Regions from separate parts of the Sus scrofa genome. Here region 2 is linked to region 1. A link is a contact called in public Hi-C data. All regions are on one chromosome and are shown on one strand. The core of a region is the stretch at or near the end of the contact, and the rest is flanking DNA. Distances in the headings are between cores, read along the strand shown.

Evidence for each region. A called contact is a pair of places that touch in the nucleus more often than the background predicts.
Region 2: a Hi-C map of liver shows a contact between it and region 1, with 5 times the contacts expected there. A contact is called at or near these places in 10 of 47 Hi-C or Micro-C datasets (alveolar macrophages, blood, epiblast stem cells and 5 more) and 2 of 2 datasets of targeted methods (alveolar macrophages and skeletal muscle).

The regions. Positions count from the first base shown.
Region 1 is chr5:7,053,960-7,057,693 of Sscrofa11.1, forward strand. All of the region lies in intron 1 of ACO2 (aconitase 2), which reads right to left. Among named protein-coding and RNA genes, the nearest start is that of ACO2, 15 kb to the right of the region's middle.
Region 2 is chr5:7,114,631-7,118,598 of Sscrofa11.1, forward strand. LOC110260631 (a long non-coding RNA gene) reads left to right here. Exons shown (of 3, transcript XR_002343883.1): 3 at 2,428-3,215. Among named protein-coding and RNA genes, the nearest start is that of TEF, 19 kb to the right of the region's middle.

The DNA.
Region 1 (3,734 bases), core at 957-3,456:
ATATGGAGGTTCCCAGGCTAGGGGTCAAATTGGAGCCACAGCTGCCAGCCTACTCCACAGCCACAGCCACACATACCCAAGCCGGGTGTTCGACCTACACCACAGCTCACGGCAACATCAGATCCTTAACCCACTGAGCGAGGCCAGGGATCAAACCTGCAACTTCATAGATGCTAACTGGGTTCAACAACCGCTGAGCCATGACAGGAACACCCAAATTTCTTTTCTTGACAGATGAGGAGTATCCTAGGTCCCACGTACCTCGTTAATAGCAGTTTGGAGCAGAATCCAAGTCACTCAATGCTCAAGTCATTGCTTTTTTGACCACACCACCTCCCTAATTAAAACTGAAGTATTAAAAGGAATTCTCATTGTGGCTCGGCAGTAATGAACCTGACTGGTATCCATGGGAATGAGGGTTCGATCCCTGGCCTCACTCAGTGGGTTGGGGATCCAGCGTTGCCGTGAGCTGTGAGGCAGGTCGTAGATGCAGCTTGGATCCTGCATTGCTGTGGCTATGGTGTAGGATGGCAGCTGCGGCTCCAATTAAACCCCTAGCCTGGGAACCTCCAGATGCTGCGGGTGTGACCCCAAAAACAAAAAACCAAAAACCCCACAAGACTAAAGGATTACTGATTCATTAAATAGATGTTTATCTAGCCCCCAACTTTGTGCTGTGGTGCCTGACTTAGTGAGATAAACAAGACCGACACAGTTCTTGCCCTTGCTGAGCTTACAAGTTGGTGAAGACAAATACCAAGTAATCACCCCAGAAACTACGGAAGCAACTATGTAAGTGCTACGAAAGAGTGGCTAAGCAGCTGTAATGCTCTAACTATATAAAGCTGGAGAAACGAATCTAGACTATCCAAGAAAGTGATTATTTGAGAACCAAAACATGATGAGGAGTTAGCCAGGAAAATAAAATGGGGTTTAGGGGAAAGAAACCAGGGAGCCTGGCAGGTAGAGTGAACATGTGCAAATGCCCCATAGCAGGAAAGCATTTTTAACTGCAATAAGAAAGAGAAAACTAGCTTGGCTGGAGCAAAGCATGTAGAGGGCAGTGGAAGTGGCAGAAAATAAGCCTAGGGGTAAAACGCAGCCAGGTATTGCGAGGGACCTTGCAGGTGTATGAGAAAAGCACCCGAGCAGCCTTGAACTGCAGCTTATCTGAGTCTTGGCCCAGTATCTAGGAACACCAGATGATAGGAGGCCTCTAAAGGAGCTATGAGGCCATCTCTCCTTTGCCTCCTTACCTCCCTGGGAGGCCGTTATGGGAAAGTTTCTCCCAGACTCCCAGTATCTGATAAGGTATGACGCTTTCAGTCCCGGACTCTTCAGACTAGAGCTGCAAAATATAAACCCACTTGGTGACACTGGCGCTGCCACAACTTGAGTGCAGTCATCAGCTCCTTTTGTCCTGGTACCACCCTTTTCAGTGTGTGGGACTAGAACCCAGGAAGCTGGCACCTTCAGCTTTTGTTTCTTCTCATTCTGTATCTGAGCAAAGAACTGCCTGAATATGAAGTGGTTCACTATACCTTTAAGAGTCAGTCCGGCCTTGACCTTTCTCTAAGTGTGTGAGCTTTACAGCAGGACATGTTAAATGTTTAACTCGATGCTAAGAGCAATGAGAAGCCACTGAAGTTAAGCAGCATCCTATCTGCATTAAAAAAAAAAACAAAAAAAAAACCCAGAACATTGTAAATCAACTGTAATAAAAAAAAAACTTTAAAAAATCACAGTGGCTGCCTTGTAGACAATACATTCAAGAGGAGCAAAAGTGCAACAGGTTGACGGTGGCTTATCATGTAACCCCTTTCCTACACTTACACCACTTCAGTCTGTCCACGATCAGCACGTAAACACAAACCACTGTCACCTACACCAAGAAGGAAACACACAAGGGGCAGGAATAGAGCAGAGGGAATAATTAACTCAGCCTGGAATGCCCAGGCAAGACTTCACTGAGCAGGACTGTGGAGCAGAGACAGGGGTCTGCCAGGCGCTCAGAGGACAGAGAGTAACACAGAAAGTAGACAATCGGGTGACGTGTGCAGGAGCTAGAAATCACGAACGTACGAAGTGGTGGAAGGTAAACGGCAAAGCAAGACAGGGCGGAAGGTCAGGCGAAAAGCCCAGCAGGGCCGAGAAGGCTGAATTATAATCTGCAGTTTACAAGGGGCAGTGTGGCCCAGAGAAGAGAACTTGGATACAGCTCTTCGAACTTGGATACAGCTCTTCGGCTAGCCCTGTCATTTACTAGCAGTGTGGTGCCAGCAGATTTCACCTTTGGACCCAGTTTCTTCTTTTGGAAAAAGGGAATAAATACGACAGTATTGTGTGAGGTCTAAAATGACACGAATGGACCCCCAAATAACAGCACCTATGATGCAAAATGCTACAAGCAGGTTTTTGTTTGTTTTTAAGACAGCATTTACTATTTTCTTTTTTCTTTTTGGCCACCATGCAGGGTTGGTGGCCAAACCAACTGGAGTTTCCGGGCCAAGGATCAGAACTGAGCCAGGAGCGACCTACACCGCACTGCGGCAGTGCTGGATCCTTTAACCTACTGTGCCTGGCTGGGGACTGAACCTACGTCCCAGCACTCCAGAGACACTGCAGGTCCCATTACGCCACAGCGGGAACTCCAATTTACTATTTTAAAAAGCAGCACAGGAGTTTCCGTCGTGGCTCATCGGAAACAAATCTGACTAGGAACCATGAGGTTGCGAGTTCGATTCCTGGTCTTGCTCAGTGGGTTAAGGATCCCGCATTGTCGTGAGCTGTGGTGTCGCAGATGTGGCTCGGATCCCGAGTTGCTGTGGCTGGCATAGGCTGGCAGCTATAGCTCCAATTAGACCCTAGCCTGGGACCCTCCATATGCCGCTGCTGGGGCCCTAGAAAGACAAAAGACCAAAACAAAAAAACAAAAAAACAAAAAAACCAGCATATATGTCATGGAAAAAATTTAGAAAACACATGAAACATACAATTTTACAACCCCCTGAACTTATCCAGGAATACCTACCACCACCGCCCCTCCACCAGACTCCCTGGCCTAATGCCAGGTACCGTGTGGTATTTAATGCTCAGTGACTCCAAGAGAGGCTCCAAACATCAGTCCCCGCTGAAACTACCCCTCCCCACAGTCCCTGGCACCAGGGTACCCACTGTACCCAAATGCCAGGTGTTAGGGCTGAGGTTTCTGAGCAAAGACAGTAACAGTAATCACTGGTAGCAGTAGCGATGGTAGTATGTAGTACTTTCTACTGAGTGTCACATTGTAAATACTTCACGTGGACGAAATGCCCTTCTGCACATGAGGAAACTGAGGGCTGCAGAAGAGCAGTAGCTCACCCAAGGTCACAGATACATCAGGATTCAAAGACAGCCTGACTCTAAGCCCAAACACTGAGCCCTCCAAGTGTCTCCTGGCAATTCTTTTTCTTTTAAAATCTTTTAGGGCCGCACCTGTGGCAAATGGAAGTTCTCAGGCTAGGGGCTGAATTGGAGCTGCAGCTGCTGGCCTACACCACAGCCACGTAGGATCCCAGCCATATCTGCAGCCGACACCACAGCTCACGGCAACACCAGATCCTTAATCCAATAAGCAAGGCCAGGGATCAAACCCATGTCCTCGTGGACACTAGTCGGGATCTTTACTGCTGAGCCACGACCAGAACTCCTCTCCAGCAATTCTAAGTACTGATTTGGACATGAACGAATTAAAG
Region 2 (3,968 bases), core at 1,406-3,905, 61 kb after region 1:
CGACCCCTAACCTGGGAACCTCCATATGCCAGGGGTACAGCCTTAAAAAGCAACAAAAGCATAAAAAGAAAAGAAAAGACAACTCATTCCTCCTTTCAGAGCCTCAGCTTCCTCACCTGTAAGATACAGGGGGTAAGGAAAGTAATGGCCAGCGCCCACGGCTGCTGGGCCATTCTAAGCATTTTACAAGTTTCAACTCATTGTGTCTTCACCTCAAGTGTGAGGGAGGGGGTGGAACTGGCTGGGGGGCCTGCAGAAGAAGGTGTGGGACCTTGCCGGAGGAGCAGCTTGTCCCCAGGAGTGTTGATGGAACCTTCCTCGCAGAGGGGACAGCTGACTGAGGCCTGGAGGGATGACTAGGAGTTTGGGAGGCAGAGAAAGAGGGAAGGGAAGGCGGGGCTTGACTGGACAGTAGTGGAGCCTGGGGGTGGTCCTGAGTCTGAATGTCAGTACTGAGACCCCAAGGGGAAGCCAAGGCCCAGAGCAAGGAGGAGCCTAGCAAGTCCTGGGGGGCTGAACACTGGCTCCTGGCTCAGGACTCTGGCCCCAGCTTTGGGCACTTGCTCTGGCCACAGCCCTGAGGTCTCAGCAAGGCTCTAGGATAGGATTTCTGGGTAATTGAAGCATCATCTAGCATCTTCTTAGAGTCCTGGGGTCAGGGACGTTGCCCAGCCTTGCCACAGACCTAGATCAAAGCAGTTCTGTACTCAGACCTCAGAAAAGAGCCATGCACTTCAGCCCTGAGTGACCTGGCCCTGCTGACTTGGAGACACCTGCAGCCCAGGAGCCAAAGGAGGCTGAGTATGTAGCCCCTGCTCCTGCTGACGACGGAGAAGCAGCTCACAAAAAGGGCTCTCGCTCTCCTGGGTCCAGGCGTCGGCCTGCACGGTTGGGAATGTTTGCTGAACTGAGAACATGTTGAGGGCTGGTGAGGGCTGGTGAGGGGCTGGGGGCACCCATCTTCAACCCAGTCTCTGATTTCCTCTGCTGCTCAGCCCTGTCTCTGGCTGGCAGCTTTCCCAGCTTAGGTGCTGGAGTCGGGAGTGCCAGCCAGGCTGGCGTAGCACAGTGCAGAGGCATGTGAGGGCTGTCTGGCAGTTTGGTACAGTCAGGGGAGGGGGCATGTGTCCAGCTGTGGAGGTTTGTCCTCCAGGCAGGTGGGTGGCAGAAGTGCAGCATGTCAGGCACCTGTATGTTATCTGTGTGGCACAGCCTGATGGTACAGAGAGAGAAACAGCTTAGGGAGGTAGAGCCACTTGCTGGGGCCACAGAGCTGCTCTCTGGCTGCCTCCCATACCCTCTGATGGGCCCCCTCCCCATGGCTGTCAGTTGCCAGGCCCTGAGGGGCTCACCTCCAAGTAGGCACCTCAGTGGCAGCTGCCAGGTGTCTGTGAGGCTGGTGTCCCATTCTATGGATAAAATTCAGAGGCCCAGACAGGGAAGTGACTTGCCCAAGATCACATCCCAAATTGGTGATGGAGGCAGATTTGAACCCAGGACTAACTCCAAACCTGTGTTTTTTGCTTTTGGCTGCACCCATGGCAGGCGGAAGTTCCAAGCCAGGGATAAGACCCATGCCACAGCTGTAACTATAGCCACAGCAGTGACAACACCAGATCTTTAAGCTGCTGAGCCACCAGGGAGCTCCCTCTTAGTCTGTATTCTTATCTGCCACATGCTGGCCAGAGATCTCCCAGCTTTGACATATTCCAAGCCCACAGTTCCTGTGGCAGCACAAATCTGTGTTTGTAAGAGTATTTGTATACAAAGTAGAAAACACAGTGGGTTACAACAGGTCGTCTCCAGAAACAGATCTCAGGTTCACAAATTTCAGGGAAGGTCTTCATAGACCCAGTTGGGGCACGTGTTCCATCATTGACCAATCAACTGTGCCTACAACGGATTGGGTCACATGTTCACTCCTTGACCAATCACCTGTGCCCAGGGCTGACCCTGTAGCAGCCCCTGGACACCACAAGGTAGCTCGGGGGGTGGGGCAGCTTTGACCCTGGAAACTAGATTCTGTTTGAGTTACATTTGCCTCCCTGGGCTTCTTCTTTTTTTTTTTTTTTTTGTATTTTTAGGGCTGCGCCTGCAGCATATGGAGGTTCCCAGGCTAGGGGTCTAATTGGAGCTGTAGTCGCCGGCCTACGCCAGAGCCACAGCAACAAGGGATCCGAGCTACGTCTGCCACCTACACCACAGCTCACAGCAACGCTGGATCCTTAACCCACTGAGTGAGGCCAGGGATTGAACCCAAGTCCTCATGGATGCTAGTCAGGTTCGTTTCCACCGAGCCATGACGGGAACTTCTCCCGGGCTTTCTTGACCTCTTATTCCCAACCTCAGGGACAGGAGACTAGGGTGACAGGGTTCTAAGCACCTAAGGTCCTCTTGTAACTGCTTTCCTTGTGCCTTACCCCTTAGACCAGCTAGTCAGGCTGCATCTGCCTGCGAACTGAGGTGTATGGATGGGGGTCAGAAGCTGCCCGAAGGACTCGGTTCTGTGCCCAATTCGTATGGGAGCCGTGGGGGTAAGTCACCTCCACTCACCCTTCTGGTCTTGGCTTAAATGTCACCCACACAGAGGTCGTCCCTGTCCTCTCCCAGATCCCCTATCTTCTCAGCCACACCACTTACCACAACCCATCATTCTATTATTTTTTGTCCTTGTAATGTTTGTCTTTCCAAGCAGACTGTGAAGGCTGGCAGCAAGGTTGACACCAAATAGACATTTAGTAAATATTTGCTGAATGAGGTTTCTCTAAACTTTGATTTCCCTGTCTGTACAAAGGAGTGACAACACCCCCCACTGTGAAATAAGATAGAGCCTCAGAGCACCCAGCCCAGGCCTAGGACGCAGCAGGTGTTCAGGATCCTGGGAGCTGGGACGAGGGGAGGCTGGGCTGGAAGGCTCTGGAAGCTCTCAGGAGCAGCAAGCTCCAAGAGCACAAGTGGTGAAAAGCTGGAACCCGAGGATAAGGAGAGTCTGGGAATTTGAATTTGAAACCCACTCTGGGTTTGAATTTTAGCCTTGCTGTTTAGTTTGGGGGCATATCACTTTGCTTTTCTGAGCTTCAATGTTTATTGGTAAAATAGCCACTTAAAGCCCACCGTGGGGAGTTCCCATGAACTGGTGAAGTAGTGAACCTGACTAGTATCCCTGAGATCAGAGGTTCAATCCCTGGCCTTGCTCAGTAGGTTGAGAATTTGGTGGTGCCATGGGCTGTGGAGTAGGCTGTAGAAATGGCTCAGATCCCGCTTTGCTGTGGCTGTGGCCAGCAGCTGCAGCTCCGATTCGAACCCTAGCCTGGGAAATTTCATATGCTGTGGGTGCGGCCCTAAAAGGAAAAAAAAAAGTCCACCTTGAGGTTCCTGCTGTGGCACGGTGGGTTAGGAATCTGACTGCAGTGGCTTGGGTTGCTGTGGAGGCGTGGGTTTGATCTCTGGCCCAGCGCAGTGGGTTAAAGGATGTAGCATGGCTGCAGCTGCAGCACAGGTCTCAGCTGCAGCTCGGATTCAATCCCTGGCCTGGGAACTTCCATATGCCAAGGGTGTGGCCATAAAAAAAAAAGTCCACCTTGCCAGTCCATCTCCAAACTCCAAATGCATGTTTTTCTCTAGAAACAAAACAGTTCCTGGTTCCTTCCAACCTCAGGAGCCCTGAATGTTAACAACATGAAGCATGGGAATGGGAAGCAGGGGAGAACGGCCTCGTTGTGTAAAGTCAGCTCCAGGGCTCACTGAGGAGGCGGCAGCGCCAGCTCTGCACACGGAGGGAGCAGAAGCAGCGTGACGAGGGCCTGGAACTGCAGGGAGGGGGGTGAATTTGCAGTGGGCACTGCCAAGGATGAGGCCACCAATTCTGTGCCCACCCCACGAGTCTGGGCCCATCCTGAGCAGGGGACCTGGGGACATCAATGCTGAGCAAATCAGCATGACAGTTCTGGTGCTCAGCAAATGGCTTT